Regions from separate parts of the Mus musculus genome. Here regions 2, 3, 4 and 5 are each linked to region 1. A link is a contact called in public Hi-C, HiCAR-type, HiChIP or PLAC-seq and promoter capture Hi-C data. All regions are on one chromosome and are shown on one strand. The core of a region is the stretch at or near the end of the contact, and the rest is flanking DNA. Distances in the headings are between cores, read along the strand shown. Region 1 holds the start of Atm (ataxia telangiectasia mutated). Region 2 holds the start of Peak1 (pseudopodium-enriched atypical kinase 1). Region 3 holds the start of Alg9 (asparagine-linked glycosylation 9 (alpha 1,2 mannosyltransferase)). Region 4 holds the start of Pou2af1 (POU domain, class 2, associating factor 1). Region 5 holds the start of Colca2 (COLCA2 homolog).

Evidence for each region. Promoter capture Hi-C pulls out the DNA fragments that hold promoters and counts their contacts. A called contact is a pair of places that touch in the nucleus more often than the background predicts. HiCAR-type assays count read pairs that join an accessible place to other places. HiChIP or PLAC-seq counts read pairs in DNA pulled down with a chosen protein or histone mark.
Region 2: a promoter capture Hi-C map of erythroid cells shows a contact between it and region 1, with 32 times the contacts expected there. The contact joins the promoter of Peak1 here to the promoter of Atm in region 1. A contact is called at or near these places in 3 of 39 promoter capture datasets (erythroid cells, liver and pre-B cells).
Region 3: an H3K4me3 HiChIP or PLAC-seq map of pro-B cells shows a contact between it and region 1, with 7 times the contacts expected there. The contact joins the promoter of Alg9 here to the promoter of Atm in region 1. A contact is called at or near these places in 5 of 39 promoter capture datasets (erythroid cells, frontonasal cranial neural crest, hippocampal neurons and 2 more), 3 of 115 datasets of contacts at active chromatin or transcription factors (embryonic stem cells and pro-B cells) and 1 of 9 other capture datasets (liver).
Region 4: a contact with region 1 is called in a Hi-C map of B cells, with 5 read pairs. The contact joins the promoter of Pou2af1 here to the promoter of Atm in region 1. A contact is called at or near these places in 2 of 39 promoter capture datasets (the C10 cell line and pre-B cells) and 1 of 484 Hi-C or Micro-C datasets (B cells).
Region 5: a HiCAR-type map of astrocytes shows a contact between it and region 1, with 3 times the contacts expected there. The contact joins the promoter of Colca2 here to the promoter of Atm in region 1. A contact is called at or near these places in 2 of 39 promoter capture datasets (cranial neural crest and pre-B cells) and 1 of 115 datasets of contacts at active chromatin or transcription factors (astrocytes).

The regions. Positions count from the first base shown.
Region 1 is chr9:53,534,218-53,540,340 of GRCm38.p6, forward strand. It overlaps Atm (ataxia telangiectasia mutated), which reads right to left and starts at 2,454. Exons shown (of 63, transcript NM_007499.3): 1 at 2,346-2,454. It overlaps Npat (nuclear protein in the AT region), which reads left to right and starts at 2,830. Exons shown (of 18, transcript NM_001081152.1): 1 at 2,830-2,971. The coding sequence starts at 2,935.
Region 2 is chr9:56,415,419-56,421,541 of GRCm38.p6, forward strand. It overlaps Peak1 (pseudopodium-enriched atypical kinase 1), which reads right to left and starts at 2,632. Exons shown (of 7, transcript NM_172924.3): 1 at 2,523-2,632. Hmg20a (high mobility group 20A) reads left to right here and starts at 3,201. Exons shown (of 10, transcript NM_025812.3): 1 at 3,201-3,513.
Region 3 is chr9:50,772,256-50,778,378 of GRCm38.p6, forward strand. It overlaps Alg9 (asparagine-linked glycosylation 9 (alpha 1,2 mannosyltransferase)), which reads left to right and starts at 2,970. Exons shown (of 15, transcript NM_133981.2): 1 at 2,970-3,263; 2 at 4,289-4,424. The coding sequence starts at 3,130. Gm38476 (a long non-coding RNA gene) reads right to left here and starts at 3,284. Exons shown (of 3, transcript XR_379372.3): 1 at 2,622-3,284; 2 at 1,743-1,791. Fdxacb1 (ferredoxin-fold anticodon binding domain containing 1) reads left to right here. Exons shown (of 5, transcript NM_198675.2): 5 at 1-415. The coding sequence ends at 352.
Region 4 is chr9:51,210,440-51,216,562 of GRCm38.p6, forward strand. Pou2af1 (POU domain, class 2, associating factor 1) reads left to right here and starts at 3,251. Exons shown (of 5, transcript NM_011136.2): 1 at 3,251-3,362. The coding sequence starts at 3,347.
Region 5 is chr9:51,275,223-51,281,345 of GRCm38.p6, forward strand. It overlaps Colca2 (COLCA2 homolog), which reads right to left and starts at 3,332. Exons shown (of 5, transcript NM_001195681.1): 1 at 3,118-3,332; 2 at 2,374-2,468. The coding sequence starts at 2,433. It overlaps Gm32819 (a long non-coding RNA gene), which reads left to right. Exons shown (of 9, transcript XR_003948163.1): 2 at 741-2,017; 3 at 2,129-2,170; 4 at 2,316-6,123.

The DNA.
Region 1 (6,123 bases), core at 1,204-3,703:
TCTAATTCTCAAATGTGTGCTTTGCCTAGCATGGTAATCTATTATTTTGAATAAAATGAAACAGTTCAGTATTATCTCTATAAAAGGAAAACATTCGCTGGGCGTGGTGGCACACGCCTTTAATCCCAGCACTTGGGAGGCAGAGGCAGGCGGATTTCTGAGTTCGAGGCCAGCTTGGTCTACAAAGTGAGTTCCAAGGCAGCCAGGGCTTCACAGAGAAACCCTGTCTCAAAAAACAAAAAAAAAAAAAAAGGAAAACATTCATTGATAACAGCAAACAATATTTGTTTCACATGTACAGTGTATCAGGTTAGGCATGCTATGGACAGCTAGAAAATAACTGAACCATACTGATACACAGCCTACCCTCTTGGAGACATCTGGTGACAATGGTGATGATACAAGTATTAATCCATAGTTCCAAGTTGCAACTTATGCCTCAAAGGAAATCAAAATACAGTAGAAAACAAAAGAAGAGAACAGAGAGTGCCACAGCACATTAGTGTAATCCCAATACCAGTGGGAAGGTAAAGAAAGGAGGATAGAAGTTTAAGGTCACCCTCAGTGAGATCAATGCCACACTGAGCTAAAGAAGCTCATACCCCCCCCCAAATTACAACAGTTTATCATTTAGATTAAATTGTTATGAATTAAGTAAATGCAAGATCTGAATGAACTGAATGGCAGAAAGAGGCAGAAAGGGGGGGGCAGTGAGGGAGAGGAGAGGGAGAGGAAGGGAGGGAGGGAGAGGGAGTAGGGGAGGGAGGGAGGAGGGGGAGGGAAGGAAAGAGAGAGAGGCAGGTAGATCTGTTGAATTCAAGGCTAGCCTGGTCTACAGAAAGAGTTCCAGGACAGCCAGGGCAACAGAGAAACCCTGACTCAAAAACAAACAAACCAACCAACCAAATAGTGGTGGGTGGCAGAACCAAAGCTATCCAACTAGATGAAGAGAGCTATCAAGTGAACAAATGCTGAGACATTAAAACAAGTAACATAGTTCAGCTCCCAACATTCAACTAAAAAAGCTTCCTAAGCAACAGCCCCTGAACAGACAAATCAAATCTTCCTTTTGAGGGTTCAGTCAAGTTGATGCATTTTGACAATAATTACATCTCCCCTTCCCAGAAATAACCCCACCTGTGGCATGTTAGTCTTGGCTAGTGGTAAAAAGCACTGGGGCTCAGTCAGGTATTGCAGGCCTAGGGGAGGCTCAGGCAGCACAATTGTGAGTTAGGGGCTAGCCTGGGTTGCAAAAGGGTGGGTTCTATGGTCAGGCTGTATTGTTCGGATCCAGGTCCATTCAATTAACAGTTATCCAACCTGCAACATGTTGGTTAAACTGGCACCTGTTTTCTGGATGCTAGATGAGAAAATGATACCAGTATCTACTTTAAGGAGTTCGTTTCCGTTTCTGTTTCCCTCTCCCCCACCACACACCTACTTTCTCTTTCTCTCTCTTACTATCTCACTCTTTCTCTCTCTCTCTCTCTCTCTTTCTCTCTCTCTCTCTCTCTCTCTCACACACACACACACACACAGCAAATATTCAGTATAACTGTCATCCTGTTACTGTCTTCTCTTACGATCGCTTTATAAATCTATTTGATGACTGTTTTTTTCCTCCTCTTCTTGCTCTCATCCCTTCCTCTGGCTTCAATACACTGGAAACTTGCAAAATCTGTATCACTCAATAACAAGAGCTCGTTACACTTTGTGCCTTTCCATGCACTTCCTTCTGTCTGAAAGCTTCGCTACCATCTTGCAGAAGAATTTACACCCGGCAAGATCTAGCAGCAAAGTCGATTCTTTCAGGCTCAGTTTCCACAGAACCAGTCCTTCCTCGGCTAACACAGTTTTTCCTATCACATTGTCGCTTTGAAAAAGTAGCTGTCTACTTATCTGTGCCAGGTGGCGGGGGTGGGACCGGGGAAGGAGCGCAGGTTAAACATTTTCAAAGGCTCAGAGTGGCTGCCACTTACCTACTACAGACAACACAGGCAATACAACTGACAATGAGAATACGAGACTGTGATTTCCAAGGGCCAGTGCTCTTAACTACGAACATGTGCAAACCTGTAGCTTAAATATAAATAAACGCTCTGAGACTAAAGTATGAGATTTAAAAAATCTAGATCGACCAGAACCCTTAAGATGACAGATAGGAAAGAGGGACGTGCAGAAGGGAAGATTTAGGCTCACTCCATCTAGGGTCTGCAGAAAGAGGGAGAAGATGACGGCCGTTCTGCAGAGAAGGGGTAAGAGCCATTCGGAAGCTGAGGAAAGATGGGCTCAGAAGAGAATTTTCCCCTCACAGAAGTCCCCGAGCGTTCGTCCCTCGCTCCTACCGCTGCATTCTGCCTGCCAATGCAAACCCAGGTCGCTTCGCCTTTTCCCGCGTGCACGGATCTAGCAGCTGGTTCTGTACGCACGCCTTCCCGCTTCCGGCTCTATAAAGCAGCAAGTTGGTAAGGCACGGGTGCCCCAAAGGAAGAAGTCGGCATGCGCCGCCGCACGACTGCGCTTGCGCGTAGGCATCACGCGCTCTCCAACTCAAAACACTCGCTCCCCTCAAAACAGTCTCCCGGCCTGAGGAAACGCGCCTGCGCAGTGCGCACCAATGGCGATTGCCCTCGCTCCCGCAACTCCGCCCAGGGGCCGACGCTCCCACAGCCGGCCACCAGGTCCTCTCTGGCCACAACCCTCCGCAGACGGAAATGACGACGGTTCCGAGGAGAACGGAGGCGGGTTTCATTTCGGCGCCTTTCTGTCTCCCGCGGAAGCGATTGGTTAGTGTGGCACGAAAGAGGCGGGACAAATTGCCGCGGGTTCAGCACCTCCAGTGGAACCGGGAGATGCGGCGGCGCCGGGGCTGTCGCCGTGTTTGCTTTGAGTTGAGTCTCGTCCCTTCAGGCCGCTCCCTGTGCAGCTCGGATCATGCTGTTACCCTCGGATGTAGCCAGGCTGGTATTGGGTAAGCGGCGGCCTGGGAGGGCGGGTGATCGGACCCGGGCTGAGGGGACGGAAAGACCAGGGGCTGAGGGGGAGGGCTGCTCGGGGTGGGGAAGCTCTGAGGAGTGGTCTGCTCCCGTCCAAGTTCAGACTAGCGGAGAGGCTCGGTCCCTCGGCGCCTTGGGACAGTCGAAGCTCCTCGGTGTAGGGATGTCCCTTCTCCTCCTGCTGCGCGATGGGGGCAGCCGAAGGGAGAAAGAAGCTCGGCGGGGAACACCTGGGGCCTGGATTCCGAGGCACAGCCAGGCCCGCTGGGACACCTGAAGGAGTGTCGCCTGCGTGATGGACGAGGCTGCGTGTCCCCTACCCTTTCCCTTGTCAAGAGCCGGGACTGATAAAGGAAAAGGCGGGGGGACCCCCGCTTCCCCGGCCGCCCAGCCTTGTGGAAAGACTTTCCGACGCCCTTACCCATAACCCGACCTTAGCACTGGGAATTTGGGACACAGGGAGGGCCCCACACCCCTGGCCCACCATAGTGGCTTGAAACGCCAATTGCATATTTCAGAACGGCAGCGTGTCGTGTTCTTGAGCAAATATTTAGGAGGTACGACGACTGACTTCTGGTTGCACACGTTCTAGCCCTCGTTTTCCTCCATTTTCGAAAAGGGTTTGTTCATAGACCACTGGTTGGTCGGGAGATACTGTCTCTGGAAAAGACTGTTTTCGTTGTTTGTCCTGTGAAAGAATAAAAGGGATTGTTCTGTAGGGAACAAGAGCCTCTTAGGCTCAAAACTGGACAGTGACTTTGAAACGTTATTTGGGACATCTCTAAAAGAAAGTGGTCGAAGTATGAGGACTCATTCCATAGTTTCCACAGCCGTTACGAACATTTGCTTTGTGCCCAGCCCTGTCCAAAAAATAAAAATTGCACATTAGGCAGGACTTATTTAAGAGGCTCTGTACGATTCTACTGTCCATTTTTTGAGAAACTTAAATACAAAAACTAGTGTTTTGAATGTTTTCATCTTCATCAGACTTGGATAGTTAAATTTATACCTGTGATTTTTAAACTTAGCTTTCTTGTAATTTTAAAATTAGGCTCATACAAAATTGGTTAAAAGTAGACTCACATGATTTTTTTTCTCCCCACCTATACGTATTGTTTAGGTAAGAACTGCGACTTTTAGCAGTCTTGTGATCCATATAAAATTCCATGATCATAGCCTCAAAAGTGGCTTTTGGAGTTTGGTAGTATGAACATTGAAAAGTGGATAATTTTTATGAGGATTTTTCCATGTTTTCTTTCCTCAGATTTTATGGGATGCTTAATAGCAACCCTGATTTCATTAGATACAAGTAGGATGTCATTCCTTCATGTAAGAAAGGGGGTGGGGAGGGGCTTTATATACTGTCAGCATATCCCCTGAAGAGAAAGTCCTGCCTTGTTAAGAAAACCTTAAGGAAATGACAGGGCCTTTCTAATTGGAATAATTATGTTTCTGCCCCACTAACAAGGTAACTTATTCTCTTGATGCCTAGAAACTCAAGTTGTTGCTTTTCATCCTTAAAATCATCTTTGTTGTTCAGATTCTGCTTTCAGTGCCATGAATTCCAGCATGCCTCCCATTCTGTTTTGGAATTGTGATGCCTTTCCTCATACTCTACTTGCAATTCATGTATACTCGGGTTGCAAATATTGCTGAAGCATCTAAAAATTGAACCTCTTTTGAACTTGGAATACAAAAAAAGCCTCCCACTATTTTCAGTTCTGTGATTTAGTACTATCTTTACACACACACACACACACACACACACACACACACACACTTCTATCTACAGGTTTATTGCTTGCTCAGGGTCCTTCTGTGGTACCCCCTTACCATCTTTAGCCCCTCTTTCTTGATTGCATATGGTCTTTGTTGTTGGTTGTTCTGTTGTCTTGTTCCAAACACTGCCAGATTTTTAAGCATAAGAGGAAAAGTAATTTTACTTAACATTCACTTCTTTCTTTCTTTATTTTTTTTACCCTTTAATACCAAAACATTTTTCTCAACTCCCTCTCACATTGTCCAGTGCCCTGTGTCACCCAGGAGATTACTAGTAAAACCGCCTGTTACTTAGTAGCTTTACTAGTTCACGTTCCTCTAACTCTTCAGCTTACTGCACTGAATTATTCACCTAAGTGTTCTCTACTCAGCCAGCTATTTATTGCCTCGATGGAATTTTTCAAACTCTTGTAGAGACCAAGATACATTGCTTGCTGCCTCTAGGTCATCAGTTTGGCTTTTACTAATATGTCATAGGAAGTGCTCTGTGGAGCTGGTTTCTACCCAGCCTCATCTTTTCAATATTTGCGCTAGGCTACAGTATACTAAAGTACTTACATTTTTTGAAATAGTATATTCCTTTCCCCCTGTGTTCCTTGTATTAAAGGTTCAAGTTAAATGTGATATCAGAAAGTTCTTTCAGTAGCCACTGTCCTATTAAAGTAACTTTGTTGGTGGATAAGAGATTTTCTTGGTGAGGTACACATAACAAAATTGATAATTACAGCTATTTTTAAGTTTATGGTTCTGTAGTATTAGTTACTACTGTCTACCTCTAAATTTTCTTTCTTCTTACTAAACTGAAACTTTCTTAATCAGTATTCTCTATTCAAACAAGAATTTTTGGATTCAAGTTTCAGAGTTCTTAGGAACTTCAAAAATGTTAAGTTCTATGTATAAAAGGAGCACTTTTACGATTGAAGGGTTCAGATTTTTTTTCAATTTCATAACTAGGTTAGTTTCTGTATGAGTTGGTGTCCATTCAGAAAACAGAAACTAAGTCCTATGTTTAATGTGATAGGATTTAATGAAGGACTTGGTTACACAGGTGGTGCCAAAGCTTCTTAGCTTATGGGATGAAGGAACTCAGCACAGCAGGAAGCCATGCTAATCCTGGAGACAGGGCGTTATACAGCATCCCAGAGACAACTATGTGGAAGATGAAACTGAAGTCTTGTCTCCTAAGGGACTGTCTGTAGTCAGAGCAAAGATTCGTGAGACAATCAGGGAATAAGGCTTCTTCCTTCTGAATTCCAGTCTGATACAAGCCCTTCCCCTTTTAGAACCGTAGCCGGAAGCCGTGATAGGTGAACCGGGTAACTGCCTGCTTGAAGTCTAGCTTCCAAAA
Region 2 (6,123 bases), core at 1,382-3,881, 2.9 Mb after region 1:
AAAGACAAATGAGAAAATAAAGTTCACATCCACACTTGCCTCTTACACTGAAAGAAAAAAAAAAAATGGGGATTAGCAAAAGTGATATGGAGCCTCAAACTCACACTTGGCAAGCCAGGGGCCACAATGTGGTTCCTAAATTGCTTTAACAACCCATCCAACAAAAGAGTAGGATTTGGCAGGTTACAACACAAACAGCTAGAGCCCAGCACCTGTTCCCCTTAAATAGCACATCATTACGGTTAAAAACAACAACAAATCTCTCTCCTGAAGCAAATGCTAATCTCATGATGCTTCACCATGGAGCAATTTAGAAGAGTTATTATATGAAATGTGCCAAAGCCTGAATTTATGGCTGATACTTCTTTGGCAAATATGGTTGGCACTGCTGGCTGTTAAAAGGCATGTATGCAAATAAGCAAATAAAAGTTTTTAAGCTCTCCGACTTAAATATTTACATTACCATAAATGTACAAAGATAAATGTTTATATGCATTCACATATAATGCATTTCAGGAACGTACTTTTTAATGTGACTGTCAGAAAACAGTTATGAAGTGGCATTATTTCTTTATGGGCCTCAGGACAGACTCTTAAAAATAAATTCTGACAGAATGTTAATGGGGTTTAAACACCACTGTGTAAGTTTTCTGCACTATTACTAAACAAAATGAATAAGCAATACCCTAACAACTCAATCAAGCTTATCTTTTCCTCTCACCAAAACACGCCTTACAACACTGGAAACTAGCCAAACATAAATGTCAGTCCCTAAAGAAAGGGTGGGAGAAAGGAGGACCACAAATCAAAAAGCTTTAAAGAAAATAATTTGCCATTTTCCCCCACATAACATAGTCATACTACTCTCTCCCAAATAGAGACACGATAAAATATTTTCTCTTCTTCCCCTCTGACAACTCTGGGGAGGGGATCTTTGTTTTTTCACATAGTTTGTGACCTGATCGTTGCCAAAACTCACTTGCAGTAGTATGAACTCTGCTTCCATTGTTAACTGTTAATCTCTGTGATAAGGCTATTAACTCCTAACTTGGAAGCCAAGAAAATGTACCTCACCTGCAATTATAGTTTACTGAAAAAGTCACCAAAGAAAGTGCCAGGCACTTTGGAAAGTAATTAGGGTAGTCAGTGAATTGAAAGATCTAAAATGCTCTGAGATTACAAAAGAAGCCATCATGAAGTGAGTATCCAAGATTGCTCATGGAAAGTTTTACCCTTGTGGATAATTCAAGTTTGGGCTTTCTGGGTTTTTTTTTTTTTTTCCTCTTTGCAGAGAGCAATATGTGTTCTCTTGACTACATACTTAATTTGCCAAGGTAGATAAAGGGAGGACAGTGTGGCTGAAAAAAAAAAAGAGAAAGAAAGAAAAGAAAGAGAAAGAAAGAAAAAGATCAAGTCAACAGATAGGCCACCAAACAGAATACTCAAAGCAATTCCGACTCAGGTGAAAAAGCAGTTCATGCACATCATCCAGTGGCTTAAAAATAGTCTTTTATGTAAGTCACCAAGTATTTAATTGAGAGTGTACTCTTACCACATTCAACAGAGGCAAAGAAAAATGTACTGGGTTTTCTATAGTAAGGCCAATAAAGATGAAATCATAGTTTTCCTCTAACTCATCTCTATCCTTCAACACCAGCCATCCAATAACTCCATTCCACAGCTCTGGTTCCTCAATTTGGGTCCTTAAAAACTGGACTGCAGACATGGGGCCTGGGGGAGGGGGACTGGAGGGCGGACTACTCTTTGATATTGCTCTCAGCAGTCCTTAATGAAGTCCAAGAACAAAATCAAGCTCTCCAACAAATGGAGCATAAGATGGGGGATAACGAGAAGGGGACCCAATTCAGATGGGTAGTCCTCTTCGAAGGAGGAAAGGAAATTGGCAAGAACCCATAAGCCAAAGGGCAAAGAAAAACAAATGTCTAACCCAGCCTCTCAAAATCCCAAACCCCTAAGCAACCTAGGAAGCCTGCGCACATTAGGGGCTCCCTGGCCAGAGCGTAAAGTGAGCAGGCACAGAGCCACCGGTTCCGTCCTGACTGCTGAGGCAAGGCTGAGCCTGATCCTCCAAAGTCTGGGAGTGAGGCGACCATACAGACTAGGCAGAAGCCCTTCTTGCCCCAGCCTCCACATCTCCAGCTCCTCTAAGGCTTCACTTTCCCCTGGAGCCTCGCAGCCCAGCCCCGGGAAGTCCCTAGCCGCCAGGTTCCAACTTTCCCTCCTCTGGGGGGCGCCGCGCTCCCGGGACCATCGCAGCCAGGGTAACGAGGCCTGGGCCGGTGGGGGGCATGAGAGGGCTCGCGGCGCCCGCGGGGCGCGTGGGTGGCCGGGGCACTGCAGCCCGCGCCCCGCAGGACGCACGGGCTGCCGAGCCCCTGCGGCGCCACCCAGTCCCGATCCCCCCTAGGTCCGCGTCCTCACCTCTCGGCGACCCTGGCCCCATAAGCCAGCGCGTGTGGGAAAGGGACCGGAGGGTACGTGGGCAACCCTGCCCCCGTTACCTGAGGGGAGCACAAGCCGTTGCGATATTCAGCATTGCCTCCTGTCCCGTCCCCTTTCTGGTGATCGCGGCCGCCTCCACCGAGCAACTGACACAACTAACTAACTACTCGCGGCCGCGGAGTCCACAGCGCGCTCCCGGCCGCTCTCCGTCCGCCCAGCCCACCAGTCCGCTCGCTCCTCCCAACCCTGCACGCCGCCCCGCCGCGCGCACCCTTGCCGCTTCACTTCTTCAGACCGCGCGCGCTCGCCCGCGCGTGCCCGCACCAAACCTCGGCGGTCTCCGAGCTCTACTCTCAGCCCCATGGGAGGAGTTGACAAGAGGCCACGCCTCCCTGAGTGCCAATATCCGGAGAACACGAGCTAGAGAAAGTCTGATTGGCTGAGGGGTGGAGCCAAAGCCAGGGGGCGGGGCGGCAGGGACCTTGAGTCCATGTGACGGGGAATTTGGGTTCAATTAAACGCCAGTGGAAAGAAACAGCGCAGATTTGGATTTTTTTCGGGGCCGAATCACCTTAAGTCAGCCATTCGTCTAGTACAGAATAACTATCCTCTAAGAGTCCAGTATACAGTAATTAAAATTTAAGTCCCACTATTTTTTGAGAGCCTTAGCAATGAAAATGAAAACTACATTTCCCAAGAACCTTCGCGAAAGTGTGTCTCACCTTGCGTGGTCACGTAGTCCTTCGCCGCATTGGGCAAAATAATCCCTTCATTTCTCTGAAAGTATCGGGTATAACATTTCACGTCTCTCCTCAACGGAACAATTCTCAGTATTACCACGTTAAAAGAAGTTACCTATCTGGAGGTGACTAAGTGATTAGGTAAAGAGTAAGAAAAGACACCAAAATAAAGTACTGCGGAGGAATTTCTGTCAAGCTGTGAGACGACGGAGTGAAGAGTGAAGGCGATTGCGAGGGGCTGAGGGAATTGTCCTCTGTGCAAGGGACTTTCATTAGTCCCCAGGCCCCTGCCTGCTCCTGCCGTCAGCAGGTTAGTAAGCAAGACGAGCATGGGGGTGGCAACAGTCGAGATGTCCTTCCCCCTTTGAAGATCATCCTTCTTTTGCTGCTGCTGTTATTGGTTTGTCTTGGTTTAAGGCCCACTGAATGGGGGCGCCTCACTTCCGGTTGGGGGAAGGGAGACATGCTGTCATAGGGGAGGGGGAACTGTAACTCACTTCCTGTGGGGGTAGGATGATGTTTGGGGGGTGTCCAAGCCACTTCCCGTGTTGATGAGAGCCAGAAAAGGTGTTGGTTTGTGCCATTCTCAGAGAGAGTTCCTACAGCCTTGGGGTTGTATTTTCACGTCACAAGTTCGGTTATTTCCCCAAATTATGATAATCACCAGGCCACGATCAGAATTTATGTATTTTGTTTCTGTGTGTAAATTGGAAAATCTCTCCCCAGCAAGATTGTCTTAATGCTGTCTCCAAAGAATTTTAAACACCTTGTTAAAATTCTCTGCAAGATTACATACTTTGTTATGTGACTTGTGAATTGCCCACCCTTGCACCCAAGTCAAGCTTGTCCTTAACTGAGTGAAGTAGTGTAGGCTCTACCTAGACACGGAACAGGAGCTCCTTAGCCGCTCTTTTAAGGAGGTAGTTTATAAGTTAGAGTACCGAATAGTTCACACAAATTACAGGGCATTTTCATGTTTGCAGAGGGAGAGAGTGTCATGCTGCAGTACTCCGATTTGATGTTACCGTAATAAAGGGCACTAATGTGTTACATACTTAGAACTGTTCCTTTAGGACTTAAGGATTCACCTCATGCTGGAGAAGACATCATCCACTTTAGTGTTGTTTTCATGTAGCTTTCTTGGGATGTTTATGAAAGATGCATTTTATGGTGTCTCCCCGTTTGTAATTTGAGTTTGTTACTGATTGAAAAATGAGGTCTATTTATGGTTTTAAAACCTGGCCAAAGGATGGCAAGTTCAGTGACGTACTGAGTGAGAGGAAAATGTCTCGGGAAGAACTAAAGATGAGGCAGACAGAACTTTCTGGTTTTCTATATTCTGCTTAAAACACACACACACAAACAAATAAGAAACTATATCTGAAGTAATAAGCAACTATTTTGATTCCTTGCAACACAGTATACAAGTGTATGTTTGTTGGCAGAATCAGTGTATTTGGAATGGTTTTTTAAAAACTTTGGCTATCAGGTGAACCTAAAATTGCATTGTCTTCCAATATTAAGGTGCATGTATTTCTAATTTCATAGTTTGCACTTACAATAGAAAATATTTTAAACTAAATGTGAAAATAAAAATACTTTAACCTTAACATGAACATTAAAAAAATATTCTTGGTCATTCTAGAAACACCAGGACTGGCACACATATGTGCTCACAGAGACTGTAGCAGCAGGCACAGAGCTGCACAGGTCTACACCACATGGAGTCCTAGAGCAGAAAAGAGAGGTAGACACATGTGCCCATCCCTAACCCAGAAGCTATCTCCAATTTATAGCCATTTACAAATGAAAAATTACTTTTCTCCAAAGTAGTCTCACTGAAGAAACGCTCTTAAGGGTAGGCCCCATGGCCATCACAATATGAACTCAGCAAATCTTTGGAGGTTCCATGTATTTTTTTCTTTAACCTTATGTTTTTTGTGTAAATGTTATGGCTTCCAATTTGGGTTTAGGGTGTGTCTCTGCATCTATGAGTTTTGTGTGCTTTTTCTTTGGCTCTTTTTCTTGTTTGTTTTGCCCTATTCTGATAGTGTGTTTTATTGTATTTTTTCCTTGGATGCCTGTTTGTTTTCTAATAGAGACAGAAAGGGGGTGAGTTCAGATGGGAAGCGTCAGGAGTGGGGAAGCTAATCAAAATATGTTGTATGAACAAAATCTATTTTCAATTAACAGGAAAGAATTATTTTTAGGCTGGAAGTATAGCTAAGTGGTAGAGCACTTGTCTACTGTATGTAATATGAGCCTCTGGATTTGGGGTTTGATCACCAGTACTAACAGGAAAAAAAACAAAAACAAAAACAACCCAACCTGTCTAATTTTGGTGGTGCACGCCCTTAATCCCAGCACTCAGGAGGCAGAAGCAGGCGAATCTCAGTGAGGTCCAGGCAACCTAGTTTACATAGCGAGTTCCAGGCCAGCCAGAGGAACACAATGAGACCTTATCTCAAAAATAAATGACATATCAGTCTGGTCGGCTTGGAATGGCGCTGAGTGCTAGAGCACCACCTGCCTCCTATGTAGGGGCTTCCATTTCAGCCCCAACACCACCACCATCACCAAAAATAACATTTCTGAGGTGCTAAAATCAGTATTTGAAAGGCTACAAAATTGCTGCAGTAGTTAATTTTAAAAAGACAAGAAAAATATTGTCTATGGTTATTCATAGAGGTTAGGGACATGTACACTGCACCCAGTGGCTGTGAACTGACAAGGAAGTGAGTGTGCAGTATCTTCTCCATGAATGCACAAGGCTAGATAGAGTCACCCTGAACAGTTAACGCTAGTGTTAGGAATTGGAACAGGGAGGGACTAATCGAGAAAGTGAGAAAATAACGTCTTAATGTTGGTTGCGATTCAGTAGTACTGCCTTCTGGGAACAGTTTTGGAAAGCAAAGGAGTT
Region 3 (6,123 bases), core at 1,720-4,219, 2.8 Mb before region 1:
GACTTTTGATAACCGTTTCCTGAAGAGATTTGCCCCTGGGAAAATAGAACACTTTAAAAGCTATTCTCTGTATCCGCCCTGCTATGTGCATGACGTTAGTTTCTGGGTAGATGAAAAGAAAGCATTTGATGAACTGGAGTTTCACACTGTGGCCCGAGCGGTGTCTCAGGACACTGTCGTGTCTGTACAGTACCGTGATCGTTTTCAGCATCCAGAGACTCGGCAGGTCAGTCTCTGCTATAGACTGACCTATCAGACTTGTGATAAGGCTCTCACCCCACAGCTGGCAGCAGCAATGCAGTCCCAGTTCAGAAAAGAGATTCAAAGACAGCTACATGTTTCACCTCGATAGGTTAGTGACAGCTTTCTGCAGTGTTTGTTGTATGTGGGTGAAAAAGAACAACTTGAAACTTGTTCCTTTCTGGACTCTTGTGGTTTTGTTTTGTGTTTGTGTGTGTGTGTAAAAAAGTTTTGTTTTTGTTTTTGATTTTGTTTTTTTTTTTGTGTGTGTGACCCAAGTAGTGTTGATGGCCCCTAAAGATGCCTGTGAACATCATTTAATGCATAGGCTGGCTGGCCGTGGAGGTAGTGGTGGTGCCCTTTGATCCCGATGCTTAGGAGACCTGCCAAGGCTACATAGTGAGACCTTGTCTTAAAAAACCAAACCAGGTGGGGCAGTCTCTGGATGGCCATTCCTTCAGTCTCTGCTCTATACTTTGTCTCTGTATCTCCTCCCATGGGTATTTTGTTCCCCCTTCTAAGAAGGACTGAAGTATCCACAGTTTGGTCTTCCTTCTTCTTGAGTTTCTTGTGTTTTGTGAATTGTATCTTGGGTATTCTGAACTTTGGGCTACTATCCACTTATCAGTGAGTGCATATCATGTGTGTTCTTTTGTGATTGGGTTACCTCACTCAAGATAATATCCTTCAGATCCATCCATTTGCCTAAGAATTTCATGAATTCATTGTTTTTAATAGCTGAGTACTCCATTGTGTAAAATTTTCTGTACACATTTTCTGTATCCATTCCTCTGTTGAGGGACATCTGGGTTCTTTCCAGCTTCTGGCTATTATAAATAAGGCTGCTATGAACATAGTGGAGCATGTGTCCTTACTACATGTTGGAGCATCTTCTGCGTATATGCCCAGGAGTGGTATGGCTGGACTGCCCCACCTGGGGATCCATCCCATATACAATCACCAAACCCAGACACTATTGCAGATGCCAACAAGAGCTTGCTGACAGGAGCCTGATATAGCTGTCTCCTGAGAGGCTCTGCCAGTGCCTGACAAATACAGAAGTGGATGTTCACAGCCATCCATTGGACGGAGCACAGGTTCCCCAATGAAGGAGCTAGAGAAAGGACCCAAGGAGCTGAAGGGGTTTGCAGCCCCATAGGAGGAACAACAATATGAACTAACTTGTACCCCCAGAGCTCCCTGAGACTAAACCACCAATCAAAGAAAACACGTGGTGGGACGTGGGACTCATGGCTCTAGTTGCATATGTAGCAGAGCATGGCCTAGTTGGTCATCAGTGGGAGGAGAGGCCCTTGGTCCTGTGAAGGTTCTATGCCCCAGTGTAGGGGAATGCCAGGGCCAGGAAGCAGGAGTGAGTGAGTTGGTGAGCAGGGGGAGGGGGATTTTCAGAGGGGAAACCAGGAAAGGGGATAACATTTGAAATGTAAACGTAGAAAATATCTAATAAAAAACAAACAAACAAACCAACCAAACAAAAATACCCCTTCAGACTGGTGGCTGGTGACTTTATTGTAGTTCAGCTTTTTGATCCTGAGAAAAAAACAAACAAAACAAGTACTTCAATATATACACCACACTTTCAGTTCCTCTTTCTGACTTTGTGGAATTTATGAGCGTTTTATCACATGTGTTACACATTTGGGATTAACATCATGATACTGCTATCTTTCATCATTGGCTATTGAAGTCAGAGAACCCTAAGTGTCAGAGCTAGGCTTGACATTTGGGCCTGTCTGACCAAAGCGCTTCTCTGCTCACATCCTTACTGTTCTTTCCTTAGTCTTCATCAAAGGCTACATAAGGATACACGTGTGTTCTACTGGTTGGATGTGGGCTTGGTAATTAATGACTGTGTGTGGGAACTGGTGTATATGATCAGTCTCCATTTTTACGATGTAGGAAGTGGCATTATAACCTTTTGTTTAACTCTGTCAAGCTCAATGTTCCCTCTAGAATCCTGTATGCATTTCTACTGGTAGGCAGCACTGCTGTCAGGATTGGGTGAGCAATCTGCTGGAGTTGTCTTTGTAAAGGGTCTCTGTGAAAGGCCCCTGAAACCAAGTCTGGACGCCCCCCCCCCCCCTTAAAAAAAAAACCCGCTTCCAACAAGAGCTTCTCTTTTCTATTTTTTCCTTTCCTTTCCTTCTCTTTTCTTTCTCTTTCTCTCTCTCTCTTTCTTTTTTTGTTGTTAATGTAGTGAGAATAGTATGTGTTTGTAAAGGATTCTCAATTGGAATATAGCTCCTCCATTTATTACCCAAGCAACTTTGGACCTTGGTTTCCTTAGCAGTAAAGGCAAGGAGGCAGAGAGAATTAAAAAGCATGTATGAAAAAAAACCAAAAACAAACAAAAAAATCACCTCCAGCCAGCCGTGTTGTAGCAACGTCAGTGACATCTGCCTGCTTGAACGATCTGCGTAGCATTTCTTCAGGTTTTCACTTCTCAGTCTGAATCCTGGCCTCACTGGTTTGTCTCTTAGGAACTATTAGCTGCCTCCATCTCTCTCAACAAGACAAGGCAAGGTGTTAAATGTTAAAGCAACCTTTTAGAGACCTCTCCTTGGGTAGGCAGCTGTGCTATACCTCCACACACTACTACACTGTAGCGTTGGCAAGATGGAGTGCTGAGAAGTGGAGGAAGCAAATTATAAAGGAAGGACGAAATACCCAGAGTCAGAAGTAGGAGAGCAAGCGAAATCTGCCGTTCCGGCCTTCGCCTCAATTGGTCCATTGGCACAGTATTTCAGTTTTTATTGCGCATGTCGAGGCGTTTTGTCCCTCGGCGGACACCGTTTTCCAGCCAAGCAATGTCTGCGCCTTCGCCGATTTCGTAGCGTGCCGAGTTCTATCCTTTCCCCGACGCTGGGCATGGCGAGCCGAAGGGCCCGGCAGCGCCTCAAGGGTGGCGGCGGCGGTGGCGGCGGCGGTGGGGATGCGGGCCCGGCGGCGGAGAAGCTGGAACAGCTCGGCAGCCGGGAGGCAGGCGCAGAGCCGCGGCCAGAGTACGTGTGCGGTCGGAGGGCGTGGCCGGCGGGTGGGTCGGGCGGCTCCGGGGGTCTCCTCCAGGGCTCTGGCTCACCCGGAGGTCTCCGCGGGGGCTCTGGCTCACCCGGGGGTCTCCGCGGGGGCTCTGGCTCACCCGGGGGTCGGCTCCCCACCGGGCCTCTGCGCTCACCCGGGGGTCGGCTCTCCGTTGCGAGCTGGGGCTCTTTGCCTGGGGTCTGCTCTTTGCTGCGAGCCGTGCGGCTTTGCTCCTCGCCGGGGGTCTGCTTTCCGCCGGCATCTCGGCTGCCACCCGGCGCTCTTACTCCTGCCCCTCGTGGGAGCGTCCCACTTGGCGTCGATCATCGCCCCTCCGCAGCAGATCCCTGCATCTTTGCAGCCAGGGTCTGCCATGCTTCGGGTTCAAGTCCACACGAGCAGGCTTCGTGCTGGTAGAGTTAGCAGAACCTCTGTGAGAGCCCTTGGTATGCCTTTTACATCTGAGTCTCACTGCGGTTTACTGTTTTCTCCCTCCCTCTAGGCTTCCAGCCCTAGAACCCCTCAGCCTCGCAGCCGGTAGCCTGTAGGTTAGGTCTGCGTTAAAGTGGCTGTTAGTATATGGGAACAGAGGCGGTCTGCACGTGCGTCTTATATTAAGCCTCATTCATTTGAAGGAGGAGGGAAGAGATAAAGCCATGACAAGGAATGACTTTAAGGAAGAAATGGAGAGAGAGAGAGAGAGAGAGAGAGAGAGAGAGAGAGAGAGAGAGCACTGTGGTCTTCATGCGAGTGATTAGTTGGCTTGAGGTGAAACAGGCCAAGGTGTATGAATTAGTGTGTACCTTAGAAGCAGGAAGTGGACGGTGCGATTGGAAACGCAATTCCTTATTCACTCTCAAGGATAACAAAGCCTTAGTTCTTTTAGGTGAATGGTTTTATTGCGGCGCTGTCTTTTGCCATTCCTGTCTTTCCTGTCTGGGTTTTAGTCTTCCCTAGCAGGACCTTCCTGATAAGACGATTGATTTTGCTTTTTCCTTCTGGGCAGGTCTGGAAATAAAGCAGGGCAAGTCTGGGCCCCTGAAGGATCCACTGCTTTCAAGTGTCTGCTCTCAGCGAGGTTGTGCGCAGCCCTTCTGAGCAACATCTCGGACTGTGATGAAACATTCAACTACTGGGAACCAGTAGGTGATCTCGTTAGCTGGGCTTTAGTTTTTGCAATCCTAGGGATCTAACCCATGGTTTTGGGCATTTGAAGCAATACTTTATCAGTGGGCTACATCCCTCGCCCCTAGTTCTGGGATTTTGGCCTTTGATCTTGATTTGGTACTTAGGACAAATTAAACATGTAGAATGTAAGTGTGGAAAATATTAAAATACATTGTTTTCATTTTTATATCTTAAAAACTGTTGGTTTATGGTTGTAAGGAGGATTATAGTTCACATCCCAGCAGCTCAAATTTAGGCGACTTCAGCTCCAAGACAAAATATGACAGCCCAGCGTGGTGGCCCATGCCTTTAATCACAGCACTCTGGAGGCAGAGGCAGGCAGCTCTTATGAGTTCTAGGCCAGCCTGGGTTACACAGAGAGACCCTGTCTCAAAATAGAACTAATCTGATGTCCTCATCTGGTCTCTAGGCACACAAATGTATACCTACACTCATGCAGATATACTCGCAAATAAAATAGGTCTTAAAAGAAAGCCCATATTGTTGATTTAATTACTATTAAAGTCTATGACCTTTAGCTGGTATACTCAAAGGTGATATTTACAATTATCTTTTAAATGGTTTTGCAAGTCTAAGTAATACTTGTGGGTATAGGTTTTAAAGCTAATGATTACTCCAAAACTTGAGGGAAATAAACTTAGGCATTTTCCTCAGGTCAGTCCCATTTCTTAGACAGAAGCCACATTCTTCCACCTTTCTAAGTTTATTTCTTCTTATGTTTGCCAAAATTGTTGTGCTGGCTAGTTTTATGTCAGCTTGACACAGGCAGTCATTAGAAAAGGAGGGAGCCTCAACTGAGAAGATGCCTCCATGAGACCCAACTGTAGGGCAAGTCTGTAGGGCATATTCTTAGTTAGTGTTTGATGGGGGAGGGTCCTGCCTACTCTGGGTGGTGCCATCCCTGGGCTGGTGGTCCTGGGTTCTATAAGAAAGCAGGCTGAGCAAGCCACAGGGATCAAGCCAGTAAGCAGCACCCTCCATGGCCTCTGCCTGAGCTCCTGCCTCAGGTTCCTGCCCTGCTTGAGTTCCTGTCTTCACTGCATTTGATGATTAACTGTCACATGGAACTGAATTTCCATCTATTGGTTTGTCTTGTCCAACTTCGATGTGGTAGTTTTTGTTTTATCTTATTATATTTTATCTTGATTTTTTAAAAAAAATGAATGAATGAAAACCTAGCCACTAACATAAAGGTAAACTGTCATTTGTCCATATTGAGAGAGGGAAAATCAGTTTTGTCCAGTAAAGTGACACTGGATATACAACCACTCCAGGACAGGCCTCATGCTCAGGAGTAGTTGACCACCATATAATGGACTCCAGTTTTGTTGTGTGTGCTTTTATTTGGTTACAGTTTGGTGTTTGTTTGTTTGTTTTTCCCTTTTTGAGTGTGATTTAATCTCGTTTTCTTAGGTTTGTTGTTGTATTGAGTCTTTGATTCTTTTTTTCTTCTCTTTTTAAAAAGATGTATTTATTTACTATATGTAAGCACGCTGTAGCTGTCTTCAGACACACCAGAAGAGGGCATCAGATCTCATTATGGATGGTTGTGAGCCACCATGTGGTTGCTGGGATTCGAACTCAGGACCTTCGGAAGAGCATTCAGTGCTCTTAATCGCTGAGCCATCTCTCCAGCCTGAGTCTTTGTTTCTT
Region 4 (6,123 bases), core at 2,001-4,500, 2.3 Mb before region 1:
CTATTTTCTATACTTTAAAAATATTATTTTCTTATTCTCCATAGAGATGTCCAAATTTATCTGGCTTAGAGATAAAATATCTATTTCTGTTTTCATATTAAGAATGAAGGTGGTGCTCTGCTTTAAGGTTGAACTGAGGTTTCTTTTCTGCACCGGGTTATTACATTTATCTATCGTCTTTTTTGAGTTGACTATTCCTCATATCAAAATCCCCAATCTGAAATGTCCACAGATCACAAAATTTTTAAATGTTGATGATACCGCAAGTGGGAGGTGTCATTCCTGAGCTCATGTGACAGACTTAGGACCAGTACAGATACACTAAAAATATTGCCTAAAATTGCCTTCAGGGTCTGTGTAAGATGTAGAACGTGCATAAGGGAACCTGGATTTCATTATCAAGATAGTTTGTTATATATGCCAGTGTTCTAAGATCTGAAAAGAATCTGAGATTTACAGTGCTTTTGGTCCCACACATCTGAGAGAAGATTGCCTGGACCTCTGTGTTCCTCTTTTTACAATAGTAGCAACAGTGCAATTAAGTGCCCTCTGGAGTTCCCCTAGGACCACACAAAACGTTATTACATACAAAGTGTGATTAATATAAATTATATTTTTTGAACTTGTGCAAGTGTGCCGATAGTTTGTTCTGGAGGAATTTTCTTTTCCCAGGTTTAAGAAAATCCCCGTAATAAACTTGATCCCCGTGTGTGACAGACATCCTCTAGTGTTTCCTGTGACATCCTCCCAGGAGCACTTTCCGTTCAAATACTTCCTCCAAGAGCAATGCTCATGTGGGGCTTTGTAGGCCCTGTGATATTTTTGTTATACTACAATATTTGAATGACAGTTGGGCTTGCTTTAAAGCGACAGGTTCAGGGTGCAGGAGACGTCAGTTCCTACCAATGCTCTGCTGCTCACTGGCTGTGTTCCCTTAATACATGACAGGTTCATGTTAATATTTTACAAATATTTCCTCGCTGTCTGAATCTATAATATCACTGTGAGGCAGAACACTGCCACAGCAAGTCGCTATTTTGATTGCTTTGTGGAGCTCATTATGCTGGGTCTGTGGCGAGACAAATAAAAAAATAAATCTTAATTCATGGTGTTAGAATAAGACAACCAAAATGTGAGCAATGCTATAGGAAGGGCCTCTGTTTCTCCTGAGGACTCTGCGACATCTGGAGAACCAGTTCATTTCATAAACTCAGAAACCGAGATGAGAATAGTTGCATGGAATATTTGAGGGAACACAGCCAGTGATCGGGAGAGCACTGGTGGGAACTCACACCCCCTGCAGGCAAGCCAGTCCCGGTGGGAGGACACTTCCCAGTAAAGCCCGAGGCTCTGTGACACTGCCACCTGCTCTGCTAGTCCAGGTTGTGGTATGTCGTCCCTGCAGCAGGTCAGCAAGTCCCTTCCTTCATCATGGTGATCTAGGATGGTTTGGAGTGAGGGCTGATAATCTATCTAGGAGTGAGGCTTCTCTGTTGGATTATTGTGTTGTGTGACCAGTGTTTCTCCTCAAGACCTCTCCTCAAGCAGACCATCTATTAGAGGTGTAATTTATAACTTGATTAGGTGAAGTTTTACTGGGGGTTTAGCATACTCTCTGTCTTACATAGGCACAAAGATAAAGCCTCCATGAGGTGCCTACAGCGTCATGTGGCAGTTACACATGATGTAAACAACGGGCATAATGCCCTAGGAACAGAGAGAAGGGGACTGATCATTTCTAGGCCAGGAAGTTCAGGGGGTGAGTCACAAAATTGTTTTGCCTGCCATGGCGTTATTGGTAGGACCTTGATGAAAGAAATGGGGTTGGGTTTCTCTTCAGATGGGGAAGACAGGGAGAGAGTACCAGCAGGTGAGGCCAATAAGTTAAAAAAAAAAAACGTCCGGGCGTGGTGGCACATGCCTTTAATCCCAGCACTCGGGAGGCAGAGACAGGTGGATTTCTGAGTTCGAGGCCAGCCTGGTCTACAGAGTGAGTTCCAGGACAGCCAGGGCTACACAGAGAAACCCTGTTTCGGAACCAAAAAAAAAAAAAAAAAAAAAAAAAGAGCTTGCAACTGGCTCACTGTGAAAGGCTTTAGTGTCTCAGCTCTGTGGCTAAAGGGTGGTACTGGAGTGTGAACCTCAGGCTTACCCATTCCAGTCAAGTGCTACCTTACTGAGCTGTAGTCCTTTAGGGCAAGGCTTTTAACACTGGAGAATGAAGGATCAGACCCAGAATGCATTAGATCACTCTGAGGCACCATGGAAGGCAAACCAGCAAGGACTCTGGACTACCCCGGGGGTATAACCATATGATCTTGACCTGAGAGTAACTGGGTCACTGGAATGGAGCCTATGAGTCTGTTTCAGACACACAGTGGCAGAATGTAGCCCCATACTGTATGTACTGCGGATGGGGAATCCATTACTCTTTCTTTGAGAGGCTTTCCATTAGCCGTGTTGGGGTCCTAGGATTATGATAAGCTGGTACTCCTAAATCCATTAAGTCACCTTTGGGAAATCAGCTTCAGTTAAGAAGCCTGAGTGTCTCTGTTTCTTCTTTGAGCGAGTCGGTTCCCCCTTTCTGTGTACATAACCAACCGTCTGAAACAGGGACCCCTATATTTAAACAATATTACATGCCGCCATTTTGCCAGGGACTGGGGCCAGGGGAGGAGCCGTTACATTTTAAAGTGGAATAAACAGAAAAGCAACACCGAGAACGAGGAGGCTGGTTAGTGAGGCTTGAAGAGAGGGCAGGTGTTTCCTCCCATGGTGAGAATAGTGACCCCTGGGAATCGCATTTCCCGTCGAGCTGGGACCAATGGTAAGGTCAGTCCTGTAAATGGCCTGATAGTGTGGAACTGTATGTGAGTGCCAGAGAAAGCTCGGTGTTGTCTGTATTATCCTTTGGACCCCTCATCGCTCAAGGAGCGCTGATCCTTGACCTCATGGTCCACCCTTTTGCGTTCATACAGACTCTCATGCTCCTCCTATGTGGCATAACACCGTGGCTGTGTGCAAATGGCCTTGGCCTCCTGTGCTGTATGGTGGTTAGTCCCAATTGGCTGGCCCTGTGTCTCAAGCACTCTCCAGCCAGTGGGGGCCTTGGGGGTGCACACAGTGGGTTGACAGGCGGTGTTGCTGAAGAAAAAAAAGTACAGCTCTGCCTGAGGTAGGAGGATGTGATGACGTGGCCCCTCTCAGCGGGAACTCGGGCCTTTAAAAAGCTGAAGAAACAGCCTCAGAGTAAACGGTGGTTCCACGGGAGGAAAGCACGCCCAGTCACATTAAAGAAGCCAAACTGTCTGCTTCAAAGAGAAAAGGCAACATCCTGTCACAAGCCATGCTCTGGCAAAAATGTAAGTGCTTTGCTTGTGGCTGTCAGAGCCAAGTAAGCAGAGGCAGGGTCCAGGAATAGAGAGCTACTGTTGGTGATGGGAGCACCCAGTCTCGTCAGGGCCTCGGGGGCATGGAGGGCTGAGGTGGGTGAGATGGAGCCTGTTGGAGATGATGCTCATTTTCCAACCTGGGGGAATGAACCAGTGTCCCAAGGTGGGGACAGCTCATTGCATCTCCGATTCTGTGCATGAATCACTGAGGTGACAGAAGGGCAGATTATGATTCATGAGACGGAAACCACATATGATATGGGTTAGGAGCCGTTCTTCACGTGAGGACCTTTCCTTTCATGGACCCCAGTTCTGCAGGTTGTTATTGAGTTTTGTTGGCCCACTTCTAGCTGAATTCTGCCAGAGTTGGTTCCCTCCTGTAGATGTGTAGGGATGGGGTGGAAACTCAGTCTTATGAAACCTCTCTCTCTCTCTCTCTCTCTCTCTCTCTCTCTCTCTCCTCTTTTCACTTTCTTCCTTATTCTGTGGCAATGGTTGGTTTTGTGTTCCACTGCAAAAAAAAAACTGTTTATCTTTGACCTTGATTTTTAATCCCTGGACTTGAATGGAACAAACCATGAACTGTATTTTCCATTCTGTGGATTGAAAAAAATCTTGTGTTATCGATAACGGAGGCTATATAGACATTCTTTACAACATTCCTTTCACGAGGCAAATAAAGTCAACTCAAGAGTCTTGCAAAAGGGGAACCTTATTAAGGCTCAGGACTGTACTTCCTCAAGCAAAGAGCTATAATTTCCCTATCTTTCTTTGTAAGATGTTTAATTCCATAAAACATCTTTTATTGGTTTAGGCATAGCATTCCTCAATCAAATTTATGTGATAATCCAGATTAGAAGAAAAAGAAATCGTGGTTTTACTTATAAAAAGTAATCTGACAATAGTGTTCCATTGATTAGAGTGTGACATAGTCCCCTTATCACCCACCTATTCCCAAATTCTTTGAAATTGACTCTTTTCATCTGTGACTCAGAGAAGCAATCCCAACGTGCCTCAGTTTACTAACCCCATTGTTGATATGGGCAAGACTTTTTTGTTTAAATAAAAATAAATGAACTTTGATTTGGACTTGAGATTTCTGACCACAGATTCTAGTTTGGGTAGCTTAGAACTCATCCAAAAAGGTGACCAGAGCAAAACCTTATCTTTCTGGAAGCGGAGTGGCAGCCAACACCATTGTAAATACTATGAGATTGTAGGAACATGGATTTTAATGTCCTTCAAAGTGCCAATATGCCCTCTTGCTTCAAGTGAAATCACTTGAGTTTTGTGTGAGCTGCTTTTAGTTTTTAAACTCTTAGAGTTTGCATATTTAGAATGGAGTGAAAAGTAATCCCACCATGTATAACTGCTCTTAATAAGTTGACGGGGCGGCCAGAATTCTGCCGGGTGCTCTGCCCTGGTGTTAGCCCTGAGGTATGGGCTGTTTGCCTGTATGAAAAAGCCCCCATAGCATCTCATTGTTACATAATCCATTTTCTCTCCTCCAGTGCCTCTTAAGGGATGAACAGATTTTCTTTTGGAGAGTTGTTAGAGGTCTTGCTTCTTGCTCATAAACTCTCTTAAACTGTCTTTTGGGGGCTTGAAGGAAAACAAGAGCAGGCCTTGTGCAACAGACCTATCCCTTTACCCTGGTCATATGGCTGACTAAGACTTGTGGGAAGTGAGTGAAGTCTAGGCAGTGCCAGCGCAGGCGGGGAGGGCAGGGTTTGAAATCAGACACTGGGAGTGCTGAAAAGGCACTTTCTTTTTTTCAGAAAACGCCCTTCAGGCTTGAGCTAAAATGACTGTACCCAGGGCGTTGGAGAGAGTTAAGAAAACAATCATATTGCCCCTGTTGCCTCCTGCCTGCTTGGCCTCTGACTCCTGTTAGTGGACTCATGGGGGAACACAGGCTTTGGTTAAGATGGGAGAACAGTGTGACAAAGCTCAGAACTGTTCACATTGAGATGTGGAAACCTGGAGGTCCCAGCCCTGGCTATGAGGTCCTCTCCACTGTCAGCCAGATAAAGATGTTGGTCCATCTTCAGACTTTCTCCTTAGGTTCTGCATTTGTAGTGCCAAGGAAGTGTTTGATCCCCCTTCATCTCCTATCCCAAGATAGGAGCCCATCTGATGCAACTCACAGCAGAGTCTTTATTCGAGCTAACCTAATCAACCCATCTCCCTGTACACCATCATCGTGGGGCAAGGCTTTATAGTAAGCATCGAATTGGAAAGCTATTGTGACCTTCAACATAATTGGCTGGTGCTGGGAGTCATATCATAAACTTAACTTCTGCTTTCCGCTGCATTGGTGGTCGTTAGGCAGATGGCAGGCTTGTTATCTGGGGGTGCAGGTTTGTTGCAGGGGAATAACCTGGAGATGCTGGTCTTCTTGGGGATTAGCCTGGAGACTGGAGCTAGGCTCTGGTTTTGCTGGGGGGCAACTTGGAAACGAATGCTAGGTACCAGCCTGTTAGTTTACCTGAGTTCAAACTTTAGGTCTCTAGAATGGAGTCTGAATTTAAAAGATTTGGCCTCTTACATGAGAGACGTCTCTGTCTCATGTAGATGAGAACTAGTGTGCACAGGGTTGCATGTGACAATTGGCTCTGCAGCTGAGTAATGTCATCTCTTCTTCACTCTTAATGTGGAGATTTGAACGTGTGCCTCTCAAAGTGTCTGTGACAATCTAAGTAAGGAATGTAACTGCCTCTGGCCAGTATTG
Region 5 (6,123 bases), core at 2,082-4,581, 2.3 Mb before region 1:
ATCGACAATATATAAAAATGCATTAAGCCTATTAAAACAAAACAAAGGAAAACCAGTGGTTAAAAAGAAGAAAGGTAAATTTTATCTTTAGATAAGCACCAACTCGAGTTTCTCTTTACTCCAAGGGCAAAGAAGTGGTGTGTGTGTGTGTGTGTGTGTGTGTGTGTGTGTGTGTGTGTACTGATAAGGCTGAAATAAAAATTTAAAATAACTGTACCAGTCTGACACATATACTTTCTTCTGCTACAACTTGAGACTTAGATATCTACCTCAATCTATAACATGATTAGCTTCTTAAAGTTTCAAACAGTTATTATTCTGACTTCATAGCCAATGAAGGCAGATTTACTCTTGCTTTGCAGTGTTTGGCACAATTAATTCTCTCTTGGATTACTGTTTCCCAGAGATGTCTTTAATGTTGGACCAAGTTGGATATAGTCTCTGTTAAACTAGAAAGGTCTGCCTGGAGCAGGCATACATTATTCTCCCTGGGGTGCTATCTATCACCCTTGCTGACTGGGTACACTGTGTAGCAGTCCCAGAATTCCAAAATCCTTCTGTTTGCTCTCAGAAAGAGATTTTACATCTGGGTCTCCTACTGAAATTCTATGTACATGACTCCTGTGAGCTGGAAGGGGCGGGGATGAGAACTTTCTAGGAAGCACAGTAGGGCATATCCCAGAAAGCAGCGTTATGTTCTTAATAGACATTGGTTCTGAAGGCTTGCTTCATTCTCACAGGGAACTCAGAAAATGGCAAATGAGACTTCTCTCAAGATCAGAGCCTGGTCAAGTACTGAGATGCAATCCTTCCTCTTGCCCTGTACTCTGCTATGAGCCAAGGGTGGTCACACCAATTCTAAGAACCCAACAGCCACAGGATTGCTTTGCCTAAGTGGGATGCTCTGGGTATGGCTGAAGCCGAGTTCTGCAAGTACCAAGCTCCTGGTCCTCGTTTTATTAATGGTATAGTTATGAACTACTGAGGTTATTAAACTCCTGTTAGTATGATCGGCTCTGTAGAAAGATGAGTTTAGAGAGCCAATACTGAAAAATAAGATGATCTTGTTTCTACCTTTAGCCTGTTTCTAACTTCAAGACTTTGGATCTTAGCTGTCATGAGGCATACAGATTTCTGATCTCTTCATGTCATCTGATCATTACAATCAAATGAAATAATGAATATACAAAGGTACTTTGAACAAAGAATCACTGAAAATCCACCTTAGTATTATAAGAACATTCTACTGTTGCCTGATATTCTGCAAATGGGGACAACTAATTTATCTAGCTGTGTGTATCAAATCATAGCAAATGTGCTTCAACTCTAAGTTCTGAGAGAAAGGTGTAATACACATTAGTGCAAACGGCCCATCCACCCTTGGTTGGAATTTACTTTAGTGATCTGTTGAGCACTCTCTGTGGAGAATGCCCCTAAACACTTATTTAGCCTTTATACAACTCTTCTTAGCTTTCAACAGAACAATTAGGGGAACAGACAAAGAAGCCTCTAGTAAGTCAATGTATCGGAGGACACGTGCCACAGAGTCACTGAGAACTAAGCCCAAGTCCTCTGGCTCAGAAACCTATCTCACCATCACTCCATAATTTCTCCCTCCTGTTGCTTGAGGTGCCAAAGTTCCATTCATGAAGTCCAACATGGAACTTGCACAGGATCACATGCTGACCAGACCAGTGAAGTCATAGATGACTGGAATCCTGTCTGATCCTCCCTCCACACCTACACCTACCCACAAGCACTAACAGTGTCACGTGTAGAAGGCTCTTCAAATTGAACTCTCTCTCGGTGGACAAGCACGCCTAGTTTACATGGTTCTGCAGCTGCCCCAAGCACTTGGGTTATAAATGTGAGGTGTCAGAGTGTCTTATGACTACCCAGATCAGTTCTGTCATAGTTCTGTGTATTCCAGAGAGAGAGGCCTTTTCTTCCAGAGACTTCCAGTGACTGCTGGTTTTTCATATACATGACCTCAGAGCCTAAATTACAGAGAAACTAGGTGGGTTTCTGGGAGATAATTTTTTTTCAATGAGTTTGTTGGGGCTGTATCTATACTCTCTTAACACTATAAAAACATATTTAACCTGTTGGCTGCCTCTCTTCCTTGCAGAGGACCAAGAAGCCTTCCCCACTCAGCTATGAGCAGTGAGAGGTGAGCCTCCCACAGTCCTGAGCCCTACACCATGTCCCACAGGTTTTGGTGGCTGCCTATGGTGACCTGGGAAGTTGGGGACAGATGTAAGAATCCCTGAACAGGGCTGTGCTTATGGGTGGCCTCTGCATCTTCCCTGACACAGGGCTGAACGAAGCCTTCGATGGACTGGGAGGGACAGAGACGGAGAGGGTGGTGCTTACGTTTGCCCCTGAGGTGGCCTGGTGTGCCCTTCTTTGCTGCAGAAGCTCTTTCACGGTCATCTTCACACGGACGCCTTGATACACCTTAGGTTTTTCTGGGGAGAGGCAACAGGGTTAGTGGTCAGTTTCAAAGCTTGGGTGTCAAGGGGATACAGTGAGGGTTCCCTTGGTAAGGCTAGGATACCCAAGGCCAAGTTTCTACCTTTGCAGAACACACGAAGAGAATGAAAAAAGAAAAAGAAAAGAAAAAAAAAGAAGAAGAAGAAAAAGAAAGAAAAGATAACGTTAAAAAATACCCACATTTCTCAAACTAGAAAAGGTTAAGCACAGGCAGGTGCTTCAGGGTCCTAGTGGGAACAGTATCTGTGGGCATCTATGAAATTATTCATCCCTAGCTGGGCCCCATCCTCAGGACAGTACCAGCTGTTCTGCTCTGGAATGTGGAGGGAGGTCAAACAAGCCTGCTATTTTGGCTACGATATTAAATCTGGGGTTCCGGCTCAGCTTGTGGATCTGGGGTGCTCTCTGTTTCCAACTGATCTCGCGGACCTCACCATAATGTGAACAACAGCCCCTCTCCCCATGCCCCCCGCCCCACTGTATTCCTCTATCAATCCAGGCATGGCTTCTGGGGAAGTACAACCTTTATTTGTGGTGCCCTTGGTCTGGAAGCAAGCCCTGAAACAAGCGACAAGCTACAGGGGTCGGGGCAGTCAGTCTGTCCTGGCCCTGTTAAGGACTTACTGCACTGACCCCAGAAAAGGAGCCAAGATCGGGAAATAGTCTCCTGTCGGTCCTTTCTCTTTTTCAAAAATGTCTTTTCTTCCTCACCCCCTTCCTCCCTCTAGTCTCCGACTCTGTCGCTCTCTTCATCTCTTCCCACCCCCTCCCTTTCCGGTGCAGGCTTTTGGAGAACTGAGCTGTGGAGAGTTCTCCAGCAAGAGCTGCAGCTCTGGAGTAATGGCATCCCGAGGCTCCCTAGGACCGCGCAGTCGCCTAGAGGCAGCCCTCCGGAAGGGGCCGCCCCTGAGCCGGCAGAGCTGGGCCGGGAGACCTGGGAGAGCCCAAGTAGCCGGCTGTGCTAGGCGGGGGTCGGCTGGGAGGGACCGGTGACCGCCTGGGGTCCCGGCAGAGCGCAGTGAGTAGGTCTGACTGGTTGTTAGGCCAGGCTAGACCCGGCAGAGGCACTTTCCGAATAGAGTTTGACTTAGAAGCCCAGTGTGACTCCCACCCGACCTTGACCCTGGAGAGAGCGCTTATTAGAATCACGGGGAGGGGCGGAGCACAGTGGCCCCTGGCCTAGGCGTTTGGAGACAGTGCCAGGCCACCAGCGCCTCGCCTGGTTAGTGTAGGGACCGCGGCTGGACAGCAGGGAGACCCCCACCCACGAGCCAGATCCTGAAAGTTAGGATCCCTAAGGAAAGTTAGTGCGCTGTTCTTCCCGGTCCTGGGCATCGGTTTGTCTTGCTGCAGTGCCAGGACGCGCCCACTCCGCTCCAGTCTCCTTTCCTCCCATCCCCACTGTCTGGGTCGGCTCTGGGATCTGCAGGCAGCGCGGGCGCGCCTCGGGGTCCACGCGGGACCAGCCCCAGCCCAGTTCCCTGCCGGGTGCGTCCTGCTCCAGTCCAGGGCTCACCGTGAGCCTCTAGCTCCCCCGCGCCGCCGCTTCTGGGCTCACAAGGTCGGCGCCTCCAAATTCCCAGGACTCCAAGGTGGAAAAGTGAAAGGGCAGGCAGGGGCGTGGGGGACTCGATTGTCCGGAGTGGCCTTATGGGTCTCTGGGCCTCTGCTCTGGGGGGCAGTCACCCAGAGGGACCCGACACAGCGGGATCGCGTCCTCTCTGGATCCATGCCCGGCCCTGACTATTATTCCCTGACTTTGTGCCTCTCTGTTATACGCAGGAAAAGCAGAGGAAATACACTCGGATCCAAGTGCCCCTGGCCCTCATGACCCGACCCCTGGAAAAGCATCTGAGTTACCCGACATCCTGGTCAGCAGGAGCTGGGCTGGAGACTGGATGCTGCAGCTTCAGAGACTCAGCACCTAGGAAGGCTCCTGTGCAGGGAGAAAGGCAGAGATGCGACATTTTTAAAGTTTCACAAAACACGAGGCAGCACCCAGGTCCCTGGATCAGGAGACACACAGAATTAATGTTTTATACCTTCGGGTATAGGTTTGAGTTTTTTCCCCCTCATGCCAAGTATTTAAAACCTCTAGAAACCCATGATTTGACAATCAATGATTGCGCGATACTTTCAATTTGAATATTCAAAGGCTTAACAAAATGGACTATCTTCTGCAGAAATCCTGCACACAGGCACCTCACAGAGAGTCCAGAGAAACAGAGAGGGAGATCCCTTTGGGTCCTGACCCTTGCTTTTCTCCTATTTTAAACATTTTGTCCACCTGCCCACAGGCAGAGCAGGTGTCCTCAAAGATGCTCTATGTTAGTGCCTCAAAGGCTGCCCTGAAGTCCCCACTGACCTAGGCTGTTCCCTGTGGACCACCTGAACCAGGTTGGACAGCCACATTGAATCTCTCTTGTCCACTCTCCATTTTAAGGGGAAATGGCAGGTTTTGGGGAATGAACATGGCAGACAGAGGGTGTGGCACAGCAAAGAGCCACTTTGGGCCCAGGCTGCAGGTCAGAGGACGGCAGAGGCCAAAACTTTGTGCTTTGTATCCCTCTGGCCCTGCCTGGCCACAAGGCTTGCCTGTCCAGTCTGCATCCTCCCTCCTGCTAGGTCACAGACACTGGGCTTCCAGCAAGCAGTCCTTAAACATCAGCGCTCTTTGCTCTTTGGAGCTGTAGACCAGCACAGCTTCCTTGACCCACCTGAGATTCCTTTAGGCCAGGTTTCCACTGCTGCATTGTGGCAATCCCTATTCCTATGTTTTGGCTTGTTTTTAATTCCTCGAACCCCAGACTTTTTACCTCATAGAACTCCTGCTTCCTTTAGAGGAAGGGCATGGTTTTTTCTTTCTTTCTTTCTTTTGAAGGCTCTGAGGAGAGAGGTAGGAGGAATTTGGAACCAACCTGTCTTCTTGGATCCCTCATGAATATGAGTAACTCCGACCCATGCTGATGTGTATTTTGGAAGCTCTGCCTGAGTTGCTCTCTGTCCTGTGATTTGAAGGATGAAGAGACTGGAGTGATATGGAATGTCAGGTCAAGATGTCACAGGGGGACAGAAGGGTCCCCTTTGCAAATAACTAGGAGGTTTCCAGGAATGCAGATAAAGTGATGGTATAGGCCTCTCTCTTTTAATCCCCGAGTTGTCTGAAGTGCAAACAAAACAAAAAATAAACCTACCAAACAAAAGCCAAAAAAAAAAAAAAAAACACCAAAACCAAACCAAAACAAAAACCCAAGCTTTAGATTAAAAAATCTTTAGAAAAAAGTCTGAAAACTTAAAAATATATCAGACATAGTATATTAGATATAGAGTATCTAACAAACAGCTCAGCTAAAGGGTCTCTGGGGGTGATACAAGCATTCAGGGTAGACCTGTCTGCTAGGCAGGTGGAGCCACATATCTGGAAAAGGGTCAGGGCTGGGGACACTTGAAGTAGCATCTGGCGGTGGAGAAGTAGGGTGAGATGTGGTTGTATTTGGTCCAGCTGGTGTTTATCAGCCACTGGACTCTATTTTTGTAAAGCCAGGCCTGAGGACCAGACCAGAGAAAGGACCAGGGGATCTGAGAGAAACCCTCTCCCTGGGACCACATCCTTCTTTCCTCTAGTCAATG